3 separate regions of the Danio rerio genome follow, and regions 1 and 2 are each linked to region 3. The links are chromatin contacts, called in public Hi-C maps. All regions are on one chromosome and are shown on one strand. The core of a region is the stretch at or near the end of the contact, and the rest is flanking DNA. Distances in the headings are between cores, read along the strand shown. Region 1 overlaps si:dkey-35i13.1 (a long non-coding RNA gene). Region 2 overlaps si:dkey-35i13.1 (a long non-coding RNA gene). Region 3 has its middle 15 kb from the start of si:dkey-35i13.1.

Evidence for each region. A called contact is a pair of places that touch in the nucleus more often than the background predicts.
Region 1: a Hi-C map of embryo shows a contact between it and region 3, with 1.9 times the contacts expected there. The contact joins two enhancer-like sites. A contact is called at or near these places in 2 of 18 Hi-C or Micro-C datasets (caudal fin and embryo) and 1 of 4 datasets of contacts at active chromatin or transcription factors (embryo).
Region 2: a Hi-C map of an unstated tissue shows a contact between it and region 3, with 2.6 times the contacts expected there. The contact joins two enhancer-like sites. A contact is called at or near these places in 1 of 18 Hi-C or Micro-C datasets (an unstated tissue) and 1 of 4 datasets of contacts at active chromatin or transcription factors (embryo).

The regions. Positions count from the first base shown.
Region 1 is chr15:4,741,914-4,744,613 of GRCz12tu, reverse strand. All of the region lies in intron 1 of si:dkey-35i13.1 (a long non-coding RNA gene), which reads right to left. All of the region lies in intron 3 of LOC103908797 (a long non-coding RNA gene), which reads right to left. Among named protein-coding and RNA genes, the nearest start is that of rffl, 35 kb to the left of the region's middle. Within about 2 kb of position 1,338, at least 17 of the 62 cell types and tissues checked have an H3K27ac peak or open chromatin away from gene starts, as enhancers often do. A contact at or near this core is called in caudal fin, where this site is marked.
Region 2 is chr15:4,716,670-4,719,369 of GRCz12tu, reverse strand. The region is part of intron 1 of si:dkey-35i13.1 (a long non-coding RNA gene); the gene reads right to left. Among named protein-coding and RNA genes, the nearest start is that of tfdp2, 29 kb to the right of the region's middle. Within about 2 kb of position 1,294, at least 27 of the 62 cell types and tissues checked have an H3K27ac peak or open chromatin away from gene starts, as enhancers often do.
Region 3 is chr15:4,545,961-4,548,660 of GRCz12tu, reverse strand. No RefSeq gene overlaps it. Among named protein-coding and RNA genes, the nearest start is that of si:dkey-35i13.1, 15 kb to the left of the region's middle. Within about 2 kb of position 1,295, at least 7 of the 62 cell types and tissues checked have an H3K27ac peak or open chromatin away from gene starts, as enhancers often do. A contact at or near this core is called in caudal fin, where this site is marked.

The DNA.
Region 1 (2,700 bases), core at 89-2,588, 200 kb before region 3:
AAACAATTAAAAACAGCAATAAATATTTATTTGGGCCCAAACTACAAAACCTAATTTAAAACACTTTTAGTTTTGCTTAAGTTGCACACCAGTTTGACCAAGTATAAATATCATTTTAACTATAGGCCTATTGTATAAATCTTATTATAACTAGTTTAACATCAAGCTGACAATCAAAAACAAAATTATATGATATCACAGCTGATTGTCTTCTGTACATGTGCAAGTTAAACGACATGAATGACACTCCTCATAGAGTTTGAGAAGCATACAGTTCAGTAGGATCTATATAATTTGTAAAATAAAGACTTGTAGGTTAAGTAAACAGCATAGGGGGAGTTGCAGCACAAGCCTTGGTGCAGATGAAAAGTAAAAAAAAAAGTGATAGATAGATAGATAGATAGATAGATAGATAGATAGATAGATAGATAGATCTGCTCGTGCTTGCACTGTGAAACAGGTGTCATAGTAAATAGTCTGACCAACCTGATCTCACGAGAAAACATATTTTACGTTTTGTCAGTTTAGGGGCTAATTCGTACGTTTCGAGTTCAGTTGTACGAAAATGTACTATTTTAAAAAAAGAGGTGTAGCACCCAACCCCAGCCTTAACCCTAACCATCATTGGGTGATGAACAAATCATAGTAAATTATACGAATTAGATTGTACGAATATATACTGTACGAATTAGCCACTAAATCAAAAAGTTACGAATTGTCGTGAGATTGCGTTGGACTGACATGACATGGATGAGAAGATAGATGAACAAAGTTATTTTATATTGTTTTAGTCACACAAAAGAGTTCTCGTAGCGTCATATGATTACAGTTGAACCATTGAATTTTTCAGCAAAGTTGTTGCTTCCTTTTCTAGACTGAACATCTCAACACCATTGCTGTCTATGGCGGACGAGAGAGCTCCAGGATTTCATCTAAAATATCTTCATTTGTGTTCTGAAGATGAACGAAGCTCTCGCGTCTATTGTGATTGATTAAAAACTTAAACCAAACCTGGCTAAACCAACGATTTAAAATGTGGCTTGTCTTATATTAAAATGGAGTTTGAGAGCATTGTTGCTCTTTTATATTTCATTTCTATTCTGTAGATTTTATAGGTGCATTTATACAGATAATCAGCTCTTTCCTGATGAATGACTTTAATTTTTGGAACAAATCTTATCGTTGTTTAGCAGGAGGAGAGCTAGTAGAGGAATGACAGTCAAAAACAGCCAAAAGCACAGCAGCCAGAATTCAGGACAACCCCAGAGTGCCGTCGTAGCTGATGTTTCAGTGCAGCCTGAGGTAGGAATTCAGTTAGCAGCACTTTAGCCTTCTCCACCCACCAGTGCAGGAAATATCAGGTGAACATGCCTCAACAAGTGACTCACCACAGCTCCTCCCTTCCCTCCAGCTTTCAAACTCACTTAGCATTGACTAGCGCTATTCTCAGCAGTCTTCCTTCACACTCTTCCCAATCATCGACGCTTCTTAATCACACAATCGCATACACCATACAGGGTTCATTCAGTAGGTTTGTCATTTATTCAGTCATTCCAACCTCATGTATTATTATTATGCAAAGAGATACACAAATAAAATAGAAAGGAAACACACAATTTGGTCAACAATGACACAGATTTGTGTGTGTGTAATATTAAATGGATGTAAATATCTAAATATATAAACATAGGAACATTAAAATGGATAACAGCAGTAGAAACTAGTATTCACTAAATCAATGCTACAGAATTAGCGCTGTTCAATGCTGTCTCACACCAGTTTTGACCCAGTGTGGTAGTTAGTCACAAACAGTATTTCAAGCATTGAAGCTTTGATAAGGTTGCAAAAAAAAAAAGATGCAATGTGGTTGATTAATGTGTATATAGTGATCAGATTTCAGTGTGATTGATTTTTGTAGGATGTTTCAATGTGGTTGCATATTGATTAATCATATGGGGGATTTCAATAATTATGATGGCAAATATGAAAATGGTTTCGAAAGATTTGTAAAATAGCGCACATGTGAACACATTTATAATAAAAATACAAATAGCATGCAATTTAGTTATTTCAGGGAGAATTGTAGGCATTTCAATCAATGTTTCCAAGCTCTGTTCCTTAAGGCACATCAACAGTACACATTTTCAACCTCTCCCTAATCAAACACCTGAATCAACTCAGCAGAACATTAGAAGAGACTGAAACCTGAAATGAATGGGTCAGATAAGGCAGACGTCCAAACTATGTACTATTGGTGTGCCTCCAGGAACAGGGTTGGGAAACACTGCTTTAAATGATCAATTTTAAATGGGTAGTTCACCAAAAAATTAAATTTCGTCATTGTTTACTTGTTTAAAACCTATTTGAGTTTCTTCTGTTGAACTCAAAGGAAGATATTTTGAAGAATGCTGGAAACTGGCACTCATTAGCTGCGTCCGAAACCGCCTACTACTCAGTAGGTACTGCATTTGAATTTAAACGTACTACTTGGCTGTTAGAAAAGTACGTTCTATACAGTATGAATGTGAAAAGTATGAATGGAATTCGGACATACTACATCCGCCATTTTGTCATGGTCACGTGACCTACCTGCGTCAGTTGCGTCGCCTCACTTCCATTCATGAATTCTCTCATGGGGCATTATGGGATAGCGCAGCGTGCATGGGATGTGCACTCCAGAATCTTGCCGGAAGTAGTAAG
Region 2 (2,700 bases), core at 45-2,544, 170 kb before region 3:
CTAAATATAATAGTTTTAATCACTCATTTCTAATAACCGATTAATTTGATCTTTGCTATGATGACAGTACATTATATTTTAGTAGATATTTTTTTAAATACAAACATTCAAATTCAAAGTGTGATTCAAAGGCTTAATTAGGGTAATTAGGCAAGTCATTGTATAACAGTAGTTTCTTCTGCACACAATCAAAAATATATATTGTCTAAAGGGGCTAATAATATTGACCTTAAAAGAGGTTTCAAAATATTTAAATCTGCTTTTACTCTAGCCAAAAGAAAACAAATAAGGCTTTCTCCAGAAAAAAAAAAATATTAGAGGAAATACTGTTAAAATTCGTTGCTCTGTTAAACATAATTTGGGAAATATTTATTTTTTAAAAATTCTCAGGAGTACTAATAATTTTGACTTCAACTAATAATCGTTTGGAATAATCGTGATTACAGTTATGACCAAAATAATCGTGATTATGATTTTTACCAAAATCGAGCAGCCCCACGGTGCATCCCTTCAATTTGAGTCACAACATTTGTACACAATCTTGGTTTTTAAAAACATTTACTCTGAAAAGCATCTAATCTTCGAAAAGGCTGTCGATTCACACATGTGTCCTGTTTGGTTTGTTTTTAGTTTGTAAACACTGTCGTGTAAAAGCCTCCTGAGACCTCCTATTTTTATGGTGTTTATTTGCACTGTTTTTTGTAGAGGAAACACCTGAGCCTTGTTCAAGAGCAGAAAGACATATGACGGGGCTCATTTCAGAGTGCGGTAATTGGGAAAGAAAGCTCTGGAGTGTGAGGTCATGGGGTTTTTGTTGGCTTAGTGCACTGAGATTGCAGGCCAGGCTGTGTCAGATTTGAAGCAGACATCTGTTGGTCCCGCACAAACGGTCTGGATATTTAATCCTTCCAGTGGAGTGGAGGAGGAGGGAAATGAGACCCTCGGCCGCAGAGCTCACAGCTTTTGTGACAGGTGTCCCCCCTGCTATTCGGCACCTCAAGCAACTTTTCCTGTGCATGTGTTTGGAGCCCTTTTGTCTGTTTTTTTTTTCTGTCTGCATCTTTTTTTCTACCATGCGCGTCAGCTAGTTGAACAACCACACTCGCTGAATGTAAAGTTCAGATGTATTGATCTGTTGACCTATAATACAGCATTGTTGTGACGCAGATGTCACGTGAGAGGCTGCTGCGGTCTTGTCTTTGTGTGTTTGTATTTGCACATGCACAAAAGAGAGTGAAAGGACAGAGAAAACACACCACGCATCCTTTTTGGCGCCATTTCCCAGCTGTCTTGTTCACTGGCGTGTACTCCAGTGTCAGTGTAACATGCCCCGTGGGACACGCTTGCATACAGTTAGCGCTCCGACCGTCTGCGCGTGTTAATAGAGCGTAGGTGTGTGTGTTTGCGCATCTTGCTGTGTATGCCTAGTCCTCCTGGGAGACTAAACTTAACCTTCTCCATTCATGTTGCAACACTGCACTTTCCATTCTAGGAAGCAGGAGGTCTGGTGTCAGGTTTCCAGTTTCAAAATATGGATTCGTCCGCAATCGACTGCAAGCTTTTCACTCTTAGGCCCAATCCCAAATCTATTTTTTAACCTTTTTTTTTACCCCTTTCTCCTTGGCCCTTGAAACAGAGTGTGAAGAAGAAGGGCTTCAAATTTATCCCTATGAAATGGGACAGCACTAAAACATCTGCACACGTCAATATATGTCATCGTGAGTAGCAACGAATAACCGGTTTCACTAGTAACCGCGATTTAATTCATCTTGGTTAAATAATACCATAATTTAATAATCGTAATAATAATAGTAATCGTAAGGGCTTCTCAACACCGCGTTTCTGCATGGAACAAAACTGCAGCAACTAAAGTTATGCCAACTGTGTGCTAGTTTGTACACCAAGACTAATAACCGCTCACACTGGACTAACTATGACTGGAGCTATTTACTAATGCCGAGTTCAGACTGCATGATTTTCAAAGTAGTCGTGTCACAGGTGTTTTCACACTGCATGACTATCTGGGCTAGATAGCTTTGTTTACACTGCAAGATGGATCGGCGACAGGGACTTTCACATTGTATGACTTTATTATAGAAAGAATAGCCGACAACTTCGTCCAAACTACGTCTCACTGCCAAAAACACGTAGTATATCTTTTGTTATTAACTACATAATGAGAAAGAAGCCTTTAATGGGGTAGAACATGTACATATTTGCTCACCTGGGTTTAAAGGGAATCAGCCATTTCTCCTCAACATTGATAATAAACAAATTTCTTTCTGTATGAAACGTCAAACAGACACGGTTGCTCCTGAGTCCTGTCACACCTCCACTAGTTTTTCCTTTATTTTGTGGGTCCAAATAAACCTCTCCCCCAGCCTCCCACTGGCCTGTAGCAGGTATACACACACGCACACACAAGTGAATGCTGCTCTCTCATTGGCTGTAGGCGATCGCTGATGTTATTTTCAGTCAAAACTCAATTTACACGGCATGATTTGAATCGCCGACATCTCCAGATATTTAGCATGCCAAATATCTCGCAGGCATCGGCGACTCATCGGCGAATCTCTCAGATCACGTCTTTGATAGTTCATACTGTGTGATTGTCACTCACGTGCACGAGCAGCGATTTGCCTGTGATTTCAGGCATTTGTCGGCGATTTCTCAAAACCTGTCGGCGAGTCAAAATCGGGG
Region 3 (2,700 bases), core at 46-2,545:
GTCGCTGAGTACAACGTTAAAGGGCTTTAAAGGTTTAATATGTTTTATTTCAAGATTCAGTATGTAAGTTTGACACCCAGTGGTTAAACTAGGTATTGCATGCCTCGTTAAAAGCACACACAAGTGCAGGTTGCCAGATTGATGACACCCAGCAGAAGCGAGCCTGGCGGAGGGTGAGTGAGGTGAGTGAAGATGAGCGAGGCGGGAGTGTCGCGGACAAAAGTGAAGAGGGTTAGGGAGTCGCGGAAGAAATTCAAAGTGAACAGTGGACGGGGAAAGAGAGCAGTGAAGGAGGGGAACCGGTAAAATAAGGTGCCGGATCAGATTTCAGAGGTGCCGGATCCGGCATGTTCTGGCACAAATTAAGCCCTGAGGATTGTCGCAAGTTTAATGATGTACAAAATAGCATGCCTCAATCCGATCTGTCTGTTTACATGATAGTCACATTGTCATATATTCAATTTATATCTGATTTATTTTCACATATAAAGGAGGCCTGAAACTGATCTCTGAATACCCGAATGCATGCGGTTTTTTAGTGTTTACACGGTCATAGAACAGATCCAATTTGTGTCCCATATGAGGAATTGGAAAAATCGGAATTGGGTCACATTTAACTGGCAGTGTAAACAGACCCTTACTGCTGTCTAAACTGTTAGCGGTAGGGACGTGGTTAATATGTTAACCACGATCAGGCGTAATCTGTGAATTTAGCTGAAAACAAACAGAAAATGCAATTTTAGATTACATTTTAACATTTCTTAATGGCATCCACAGATGAATTGTTCACAAAACTAACAATGTGAGCCGTCTTATTTAATATGGTTAGTTTTGATTTCATGTGTAGGCCTACTTTAATATAATTATAACAATGTGGCATTGTCTAAATAAAGGCGGGTGTCAACTGAGAGCCCAGTGATATACTCAAGAGAGTTCAAGTGCTGCTGCAAAGTACACACATTCAATGAAGGAACGAAAACAAATACCTGCACTGTGAAGCACACACTCTGAAACGTGAAGACCAGGGGCTATTTCAGAAATCAAAGGCTGCTTACTGGAAGAACAGGTATGCTGGATTCCAAACCGCGTCTGGGTGTAAGTTCTGTCAACTCCGTGTAGAACTCGCATTCTAAACAGAACACTGATTCCACGAGTCGCCATGAAAACAAAGTGTGCCATAATACTCTCATTTAGCCATGTGCTACACACTTAGTGCGGATAATGCAGCTCAAATGGTGTCTGCGCAGTCATTGAGATATTAAAGTTCATAAACTTTTACAGGTTTGTACTTAGCATACCTGCATTCTGGAACACACCCGACCTCTGTTCCTCGAAAGAATCTCGACGTGCTGAGGTAAACGGTCGATGAAATTCCTGTTCAGTTTTTAAATGTCAACACTATTTTCAGTGAAATGTTGCAGATCTTGTTTGTGCTAACAGCACTTTGCGATATTTGTTTTAGATTTTACTGAAGATATTTGAATTACCGCTTTATTTTCATCTTTGTCTATGCAAAAATGAAGTAATGTTATTCTTAACTTGTATTTTTCAGTTTTGACTAGAATTGCTTCAGGGCTGCGGTAATTATGGCAGGTGCTGTATGTTAACTGGTTGCATCTGTTTTTTAGAGTCAACTAAACTACAAAACTACTTTTCCTTAAAGTATACACTCACCGGCCATTTTATTAGGTACACCTTACTAGTACCAGGTTGGACCCCTTTTGCCTTCACAGCTGCCTTAATCCTTCAACAAGGTACTGGAAATATTCCTTATAGAGATTTTGCTCCATATTGACATGATGGCATCATGCTATTGCTGCAGATTTGTCGGTTGCAAATCCATGATGTGAAACCCCGTTCCACCGTATTCCAAGGAGCTTTATTGGATTGTGATCTGGTGGCTGTGGAGGCCATTTGAGTACAGTGAACTCATTGTCATGTTCAAGTAACCAGTCTGAGATTATTTATGCTTTATGACATGGCGCGTTATCCTGCTGGAAGATTGGTACACTGTGGTCATAAAGGGATGGACATGGTCAGCACCAATACTCGGGTAAGCTGTGGCATTGACACAATGCCACAATGCTCAGTTGGTACTAATATCAAAGTGTGCCAAGGAAATATCGCTCACACCATTACACCACCACCAACAGACTGAACCATTTAGGCAAATTCTGACCCGACCATCTGAATGTCGCAGCAGAAATCGAGACTCATCCGACCAGGCAATGTTTTTCCAATTTTCTATTGCACAATTTTGGTGAGTCTGTGTATTGTAGCCTCAGTTTCCTGTTCCTAACTAACAGGAGTAACACCCGGTGTGGTCTTCTGCTGCTGGTCAGATATATTTTTAACGTTGAAACAATGTTTAACGTTGAACTGTTAAAAACCAGCCTGCATATGACCAGGCTTCAACGTTGAAATACAATGTCAGCTGTTGTTTCAAGGTTGAAACAGTGTTGAAAGATAAATGGTTGAATAAAGTTACAGAAATCCTTACATATAAATCATCAACATTTACATGTTTTTTAAAATCATGATCTATTTGTTGAATCAACGTCATGGCTTTACCCTGAATCCAACAACAACATTCAAATGCACATATGTTGTTTTTAAGAGATAGTTCACCTAAAAATTATCTCTATTTCCTGCTCCTCAACTTGTTCCAACTTATGAGTTTTTTCTTCTTTTAAACACTAA